3 separate regions of the Mus musculus genome follow, and all the other regions are linked to region 3. The links are chromatin contacts, called in public HiChIP or PLAC-seq and promoter capture Hi-C maps. All regions are on one chromosome and are shown on one strand. The core of a region is the stretch at or near the end of the contact, and the rest is flanking DNA. Distances in the headings are between cores, read along the strand shown. Region 1 holds the start of Setx (senataxin). Region 2 holds the start of Cfap77 (cilia and flagella associated protein 77). Region 3 holds the start of Coq4 (coenzyme Q4).

Region 1 (2,700 bases), core at 152-2,651, 660 kb after region 3:
AAAGTAAATTATTAAAAAAATAAATATTTCACTAAGTGCTCCATTGAGAGTGCTGACACCAACTCCATCTCTAGAGCAGTAACCTCAGGATCACCTTGTCCCTCTCCTCTGCTGCATCTGAGTCTAGCACTCCTCCTTTCTTGAGTCTTCCTATTCTTTCATCATTTGCCCGAATTACTAAGTCTAATCTCTCTGCCTCACCTGACCTACCTCCAAAAATTCCTAACAAAATGCTGCCAGAGGTTACTGCACACATTAGACTTATTTTAAAAAAAAAATTAAAGATTTGTTTTATTTATATGAGTACAGTGTAGCTATCTTCAGACACACCAGAAGAGGGCATGTCAAGGTATGGATCTATGCCACATTTTTAACTCTAGTACTTATCAAATAACTAAAAAAGAAGTTATTGTTTAATAAGACAATTACCTTGACCAAGGTCCTACAGAGAAGTGATGCTCTTTGTGATTGCTGGGCTTATCTGTGAGATGTGGCTCTGCATTCAGACAGATTCACACTTTGGCCCCCAAAAAGAACATTTCTGAAATTAAAATAAAAACTGATAAAATGTCCCTTACATTATGCATCTCACCTGGGCCTTGTGTCATCTAATGAGTTACCTAGGTCAGGTTAGATCCACACACTACTGGGGGGAACGGCTTAACACTGATCCCCCCCCCCAACTTCCCTAGGGACTGTTCTCCTCCAGGGGCCAAATAGGCACTTGATCACATCCGCTGTGGGCGTACGGGAGGCTGTCCACACCGCAACGCCTGGTACGGCGGGGAGGGCGTCCGGGTGCCCATGCGGAAGCGACGCCAGGACAGAGGGTCGGATCCTTACCCGGGAGGCCTCCCTCGCCCCGAAGCTAAGGGTCCTCGCTGTACATCGTTGCCCAGGGCCGGCGGTGCTGATGCCAGAACAGCAGAGATCCGGGGGCGGGCCTCGCTTGCAGGAAACACCAAGCGCTGCCCGCCCTTGGTAGCAGCGGCAAGCCGCCGCTCTCACCAAACGCAGCTCTCCAGAAGGGTCACAGCAGGCGCCCGCTCCCGCAGGCCGCGCGCAAGTTCCCAACGGCAGTAAGCCGCGCGCCCCTCACCGCGCACGCGCTCTCCTCTCCTGCTCGTTCGCCCGCTCGCGGCTTGTCCGCGGCGCGTCTCACCCCGGCTAGGCCCGGCTGCAGCGCGCTAACCCACCTCCATGCCCCCCGCTAGAACAGCAGACGGAAGGGCAAGGCGACGCCCAACGCCCAACCCGCCGCTGCCGCGAGAGCGGACCCCGCCCTCAGCCCGCCCCCGCCAGAGCCGGCTTGTTGTGGTACACCAAGGGGGCGGACCATGGGGGCGGACGGGAGGTGGAAAGTGCAGCAGCGGGGAACAACCGGCCTGACCGCTGAGTGGCGTCACTTCCGGAACGAGGGGGGTAAGTCCGACCAATCAAGGACTCCCGTCCAAAGGAGCGGTAAATTAGCCGAGGAGCCTGTCCCCGCCCCTTTCCTCGTCCCGCCCCCTTTCTCACCCCGCCCCTTCCCCGACCCTCTTCGGGGAGATGCTTACCTGCTGGTTCCCTTTGGGCTCTTCCGCTCCCCAACGTCCGCGACGTCTGTCACGTTTCCGTCCGAAACCTAAACAATAAAATGTGTGCGTGATTCTGCAAGGGCGCCCCAAGTCGAGGGCTCTGCCCGTTTCCGACCCAGAACAGGCTCCGATAATGGAACACAGTCATGTCAGATTTCCCAAAGGACAGTTGGGTGGCCCAAAACCTCTCCTCCTCAAAAACGGAATTTAGGAAAAAAACAAATCACTTTACAAGCCCGGCAGCCTGTGGTCCCTGTACTCAGAAGGCTTAAAGCCAGCGCATCCAGGCCCAAAGGCCAGCCTCGTACAGAAAGCGATTTCGAGGCCTACATTACATTCACCAAAATTTTAAAATTAAAATAATTCTTTTTTTTAAAAAGGAAAGGGTGTGATGAGGTTTCAACTCCAGACCTGGAGGTCAGCGATTTGGAGGCCTAAATTAACCAAAAATTAAAAGTTAACATTCTTTCTTTTTCTTTTTTTTTTTTTCCTTTTTTTTTTTTTTTTAAAGGAAAGTGTGCAAGAAAGTAACTCAGGAGCACTCACCTGTCACACTGTAACACTGGGTTCCATTGCCAACGCCACAGAAAAGAACAAGGCTCTTAGAGGTGGCAGGTGGGTCAGAGACCTTCCTACCCTGGAGAACCTTAACGCAGAATGAGAAGCCAGCGCCTGAAGCACGAGGGTAAAGCTCTAAGGAACGTTCCAGAAAAGGGGGTGTGGTTTATAAGGCAGCAGATGACCGTTAGAGGGGCTTTAGCCAATCAGGAAGCGGCAGTTGAAGCTGACCGTTATTTTCTCCCCCCCCCCTTTTTTTTCATTTCGTCAAAGGTTTCTATCAAAATCAAAGTTGCAGAAAGTGGTTTCAAACTAGAAGCACTATATGTATGCATGGTTTTTAAAGTAACACATTTATGATAGTTTTTTTTTAAACAAGACTCTTGATAGCTAACTGAAATTTTCAGAAATGAGGGGAAATGATAGAAACTACCCGCAGTTCCTTGTCCCTGATGATACAGATCCTGGCAGAATTCGTAACCCAGATTTCAGACTTCAGCAATATACCATGCTTTATTCGTGAAAGGACATAAATGCTAAGTTACTCTTGAGTGTAAGAAACACA
Region 2 (2,728 bases), core at 117-2,616, 730 kb after region 3:
TTTTCAGATATTCTTACTCAGTGAACCAAACCTGATGATCTTTTTCAGTTTCCCTCCATTTGATTCCAGAGTCAGACACTATTGATCTAATCCATATTTTTTTTTTCTTTCGAGGTGGGAGGAAGTGTCCAACAGGGAAACTGGCTTGGGACCACCCACTGAATTAGCATTGACCTCAAGCCTAAGAATGCATATTTCTATTGCAGTACGACTGTGTTAGTACCATATCCCAGAGAGAGAGAGAGAGAGAGAGAGAGAGAGAGAGAGAAGAAGAAGAAGAAGAAGAAGAAGAAGAAGAAGAAGAAGGAAGAAGGAAGAAGGAGGAGGAGGAAGAAGAAGAAGAAGAAGAAGAAGAAGAAGAAGAAGAAGAAAGGAAGGAAGAAGAAGGAGGAGGAGAAGGAGGAGGAGAAAGAAGAGGAGGAGGAGGAGGAAGAGAAGAAGAAGAGAAGAAGAAAAGAAGGAGAAAAGAAGAAGAAGAAAGGAAGGAAGAAGAAGGAGGAGGAGAAGGAGGAGGAGAAAGAAGAGGAGGAGGAGGAGGAAGAGAAGAAGAAGAGAAGAAGAAAAGAAGGAGAAAAGAAGAAGAGAAGAAAAGAAGGAGAAAAGAAGAAGAAAAGAAGAAGAGAAGAAGAAGAAAAGAAGGAGAAAAGAAGAGAAGAAGAAAAAAGGAGAAAAGAAGAAGAAAAGAAGGAGAAAAGAAGAAGAAAAGAAGAAAAGAAGAAGAAAAGGAGAAAAGAAGAAGAAAAGAAGAAGAAGGAGAAGGAGGAGGAGGAGGAGGAGGAGGAGGAGAAGAAGAAGAAGAAGAAGAAGAAGAAGAAGAAGAAGAAGGAAGAAGAAGAAGAAGAAGAAGAAGAAGAAGAAGAAGAAGAAGAAGAAGAAGAAGAAGAAGAAGAAGGAAGAAGAAGAAGAAGAAGAAGAAAAGATTCCCTTGGGAGGGAACTGTAACTAGAGTAGGGTAGTTAGAGGGTGGAAGCCAAGGATAAGTGATCCTCTAAAACCTCTTCTCTTTTAACACAACCTAGATTTGATTCTTGGGTTTTTCTATGTTGATTTGAGACAGGTCTAAAAGGTCTCTGTGGTTGCTAAGAATTTCTAGAAAGAAAACCGGAAGCTCTTGAGCTGTTGGCGTCTTGTCACCAAGGAGACGGGACGTTCCATTTTTCCGAAAGGGGTAGTGTAGACACTCTTCCCTCTCTCAGTCTGCTGCGAGGTGCCCAAATCACTCCGAAGAACTGGCGGGGTTTAAGCTTTGGACAGAGGCTCCGCAGGTGGGCGCGCTCTGCTCCGGAGCCTGCCTTGCCGCGAGGTGCACCCCAGGGTCCCCGTGGTGCAGCCCGGAGCGCGCGCTCGCTCGGGGCTGGAGTCCTCAGACAGCGCAGAACTCTGTGGGCTTTGCAGCCAAGGTCTAATCCCGGAGGCCCCTGGGATGCCTGATCCGGCGAAACCCGGGAAAGACCTCACGGCATGGAAAAAGAAGAAGCAGCCCGTGCATCGCACGGTCAGCCAGATCTGCCCGCCGCCCCGACGGCCGCTGACGGTGGTCGACATCCGTACGGGCATGGAGAACGAAAGGCTGGGGGTCGTGCGTGACTCCATGTTTCAGAACCCGCTCATCGTCAAGGTGAGCGCCTGGGCACGATCATCCCCTCCGCGGGCACCGACGCCGCCGATGGGTTCCAGCTGCTGAACTCTCGGGACCCGGGGCCCAGGGTTTGGGCGCAGTGTAGGAAACTTGCTCTGGGTGAAACAGGCCTCCTGGACCCTCTGCAGTCGTAGCCAGTCCAGGAACCTCAGTGTCCTCAAGTGGCACACGTTAGCGGGGTCTTTCCCCACTACTGGGAAAGACTATGGATAGGGCAATCTCTACCGGGCTCGTACCCACAGGGTGACAGACAGGTCTCAGGCACCCATCCATGCCCTTGCCACCCAAGATCCATCTTCCCCAGCACCTCTGGTCTACTATGCAGCAGGTGCTCTGGGACTGACTGTCGGGAAAGTATCACAACACCATCTTAAGTGTGCTGGGGGTGTGAGATTCAAAGCCCTCTAGGAGGCGTGGCTGGCACTTGCGTGGGAGCAGCGTTTATAGACAGATCACTTTCCCTTTCGGTGCTGGTCCTCCGCACTTTTGTCTGTTTTCCTGTCTGGCTAAAAACTACACTTGGGCCGGGCGTGGTGGGGCACGCCTTTAATCCCAGCACTTGGGAGGCAGAGGCAGGCGGATTTTTGAGTTCGATACCAGCCTGGTCTACAAAGTGAGCTCCAGGACAGCCAGGGCTATAGAAAAACCCTGTCTCGAAAAACAAAAACAAAAACAAAACCCAAAAAAAACCTACACGTGGCCGTGGCTCTGCCTCTTTAGGCGCCGGGAGACCGAAAAAGTAAAGTTGAAGTTTAGTGGCGCAAATTTATCTTGTGCCGCTAGAGGGCAGTGTGCTTCTAAAAATTGACCTCGGTTTCCAGGTTCCATAGAGGTATGGGCATGCTGATGGGTTCTTTGACTATAGGCAGACCTATATTGTTAGACCTTTCTGGGCTAATTAATGCTCCCAGGAGGACAGAAGCTAGATACAGGGAACCCATGAAGCAGCATCCTTAGCACTGGCCCCTCTGAGATGTTTCCACAGTGGAACAAGTTTTGCTTACTTCTTGGATTCCTGATCTTAGCAGGTACCTGGGACAGAGAGTTGGAATTCACTGCCTTAGGCCAAGGAGGAAATCAAGGCCTATC
Region 3 (2,700 bases), core at 154-2,653:
ATCCTGAAGATCATGGCCCTTACCAAGTTTACTTACTACCCAGTGAGAATGCTGTAATTTGGTGTGTACCTGGTCATTCAGCCCAGAGATTAATATGCTAGGGTGACACTCTTCCAAGAATTACAAAAAGGCAGACTTGTAGACTTCACGTTTCTTTCTTCCTCTCCTCCCTGTGCCCAGAAGACCCAAAACAGTTCTAGCTAGAATCAGGCACCTGATTATCATAAACGATCCTGGGAAATATGATAGGCGCAGCCAGGTTTGGATGCCCACAAACCAAGTCTTCACCGGTCCCAGCTTTCGAGACCGAAGAGTAAACCGTCTTACCGTGGCGATAGGGGTTGTAGAGAGCCATTCCCGCCGCGCCCGCAGCCAGCAGCATCTTTTGCAGCGGGGTGGTTGGGATGTGGTCCGGGTACAGCAGGCGGGCGCCATGGCTCCCGGCCCTGAGGGGTACATCTGCGAGCAGAAAAGAGGTAAAGGTGAGAGGAGTCCGGTCCCTCTGGTCGCCGCGGACACTGGAATCAGAGCTGCTCACCTACAGCTGGCCGCGTACGGGGCCGAAGACTGCGGTGGAGGCGCAGGGAGCGAAGCAGCAGCAGGGTCGCCATGGCAGCGGACGTCCGCGTGGTTAGGCGGGGCTCCGCAGGTACTACGGAGGCCCGAGAAGTCAAAAGACTCCTGGGACACTGCACTCACTGTGGCTTTTTGATCGGAGATGTTGTAATATGGACAGGAGCATGAGAAGGAAAGCCACAAGATCTGTTTGCCACTGAAGTAAAACAACTGCTGTGAGCCAGGCGTTATTTATAACGTAGGCCTGTCAACCCAGCATTTGAAACCTGGAGGCCGTAGGATCAGTTCGAGATCCTTCTTGGCTATTTCTTAAGTACGAAGGCAGTACTAGAGACCTTGTCTCAAAAACCAAGCCTGATGTGAATTACTCGTCACTCCAGATCTTGGAAAAGTGGAGACAGAAAAGTAATGAATTCTCGGCAACTTAGCAAGTTTGAGGGCAGCCTGGGATATATGAGAAACAAACAAACAAAAAACTCCTGAAAAGAATTCAAAAATAACATAACCGAGAATTCGGTTGCTCGATATCCGGCCCTATTTTCTTCTCCATCTCTTATTTCCCCCCCGGAGGGCAATAAGAAAAGAACCTCTTCCTGCCAAGGAAACAAGGCGGCTACCTACAGTAGGGACCACATTTGGGAAAGGACCACGCAGCACTTCCGCCCGCATCCCCGCTTCTGGATGATGTTGAACCGCTGAGTTCCAGCCATGGGTTCTTCTGGCCTAGCTCGGCTGCAGGGGCTCTTCGCTGTCTATAAACCTCCGGGGCTGAAGTGGCTGCACTTGCGTGAGACCGTGGAGTTGCAACTGCTTAAAGGTGAGAACTCCGACGCGGACCCACGGTTTTGCTTTAGTTCTTTCTGATGTGGAGTGAGGTCACGTGGTTCGTTTGCCGGGTTGTAGCTGTTTCTTGTTTGTTTGTTTTTTTTCTCTTGTACACATTTCGTTACTACCCACTCTCCGCTATTTTCCTTTAGAGAAATTCATTCTATAGTGTTGGGTTTTTTTTCGCGGTTTCTGTTACAGAGTTAGAATTTGAACTTTTTTTTTTTTTTTTTTTTTTTTTGCCTTTTGAGACAGGGTCTTTTCTAATTAATCCGACCTTGAAATCAGTGAGGCACTGAGAATTCTGACTCTCCTGACTCCACCTGCCAGATGCTGGGATCACAAGCGTGACCACCACCCCGACCCTCAAACACCAATTTTTTTCTTTGCCTTTTTTTCCTTTCTTTTATTTTCTTAAAAACTGTCATGTAGCCTCAAATTTGCTATGTAAGATGAAGATAACCTTGAACTTTTGACTGTCCTGCCTTCACTACCCAAGGTCTTAGACTACATCTGTGTAGTACCACCTCCCATTAGGGTGCTGGGGATGGAACCCGGGGCGTCTTGCGTATTGTGCAAACACTCCATGAATTGAGCTACACTTCCAACCTAGGATTTTTGTTTTGTTTGTTTGTTCTTCACTTTTTAGAGAATGGTTTCTCTGTATACCCCTGGCTGCCCTGGAAATAACTCTGTAGATCAGTCAGGCCTTGAATTCAGAGATAGGCCCGCCTCTTGCCTCCCCAGTGCTGGAATTAATGATACCTGGCTTCTGAAGGAGTCATAGTACGTTTTCTACGATACACAAATCCATCTTCTATGCTACCATCTCTCTACCCCTTCTCTTGCGGGTTGGAAAAGTACTGACTGTGTTCTTTTGTGCTTAGGTCTCAATGCCCAGCAGCCTCCTGCTCCTGATCAGCGTGTTCGCTTCTTGCTAGGCCCTGTGGAAGGCAGTGAAGAGAAGAAGTTGACTCTCAGAGCCACCAATGTACCCTCCCTCACCACCCACAGACTTGGTAAGGCAGAGTCAGACAGGACCCTGGCCGTGATGTTAGAGGAAATCCCTGGCCTGAGTTAGATTTCTAGCCCAGGGTTTGGCAAACTTCCCTAGAGAGGGAAGATTTTAAACAGCTTCTGCCTACAGCCTTGTGTTTTCCTTGGCTCTGCTCCTCTTTGCTATTGTAATGCAAAGCATCTCTAGACTGTAGGAAAGGAGAGAACCTTCTTGTATTTTAGTCAAGACTGGAGTGCAGCCACATGGTTGTGGTGCACGCCTTTAATCCCAGCTCTTGGGAG

The links. HiChIP or PLAC-seq counts read pairs in DNA pulled down with a chosen protein or histone mark. Capture Hi-C pulls out chosen DNA fragments and counts their contacts.
Region 1: an H3K27ac HiChIP or PLAC-seq map of embryonic stem cells shows a contact between it and region 3, with 5 times the contacts expected there. The contact joins the promoter of Setx here to the promoter of Coq4 in region 3. A contact is called at or near these places in 4 of 39 promoter capture datasets (the C10 cell line, the SN4741 cell line, liver and 1 more), 9 of 115 datasets of contacts at active chromatin or transcription factors (acute myeloid leukemia, astrocytes, bone marrow-derived macrophages and 4 more) and 3 of 9 other capture datasets (embryonic stem cells, liver and pancreatic islet).
Region 2: a contact with region 3 is called in a promoter capture Hi-C map of liver. The contact joins the promoter of Cfap77 here to the promoter of Coq4 in region 3. A contact is called at or near these places in 1 of 39 promoter capture datasets (the C10 cell line) and 1 of 9 other capture datasets (liver).

Annotation. Positions count from the first base shown.
Region 1 is chr2:29,123,693-29,126,392 of GRCm38.p6, reverse strand. Setx (senataxin) reads right to left here and starts at 1,401. Exons shown (of 26, transcript NM_198033.2): 1 at 844-1,401; 2 at 430-541.
Region 2 is chr2:29,053,704-29,056,431 of GRCm38.p6, reverse strand. Cfap77 (cilia and flagella associated protein 77) reads left to right here and starts at 1,366. Exons shown (of 6, transcript NM_001166705.1): 1 at 1,366-1,618. The coding sequence starts at 1,424.
Region 3 is chr2:29,786,196-29,788,895 of GRCm38.p6, reverse strand. Coq4 (coenzyme Q4) reads right to left here and starts at 1,403. Exons shown (of 7, transcript NM_178693.5): 1 at 539-1,403; 2 at 328-459. The coding sequence starts at 611. It overlaps Trub2 (TruB pseudouridine (psi) synthase family member 2), which reads left to right and starts at 1,225. Exons shown (of 8, transcript NM_145520.5): 1 at 1,225-1,393; 2 at 2,289-2,420. The coding sequence starts at 1,285.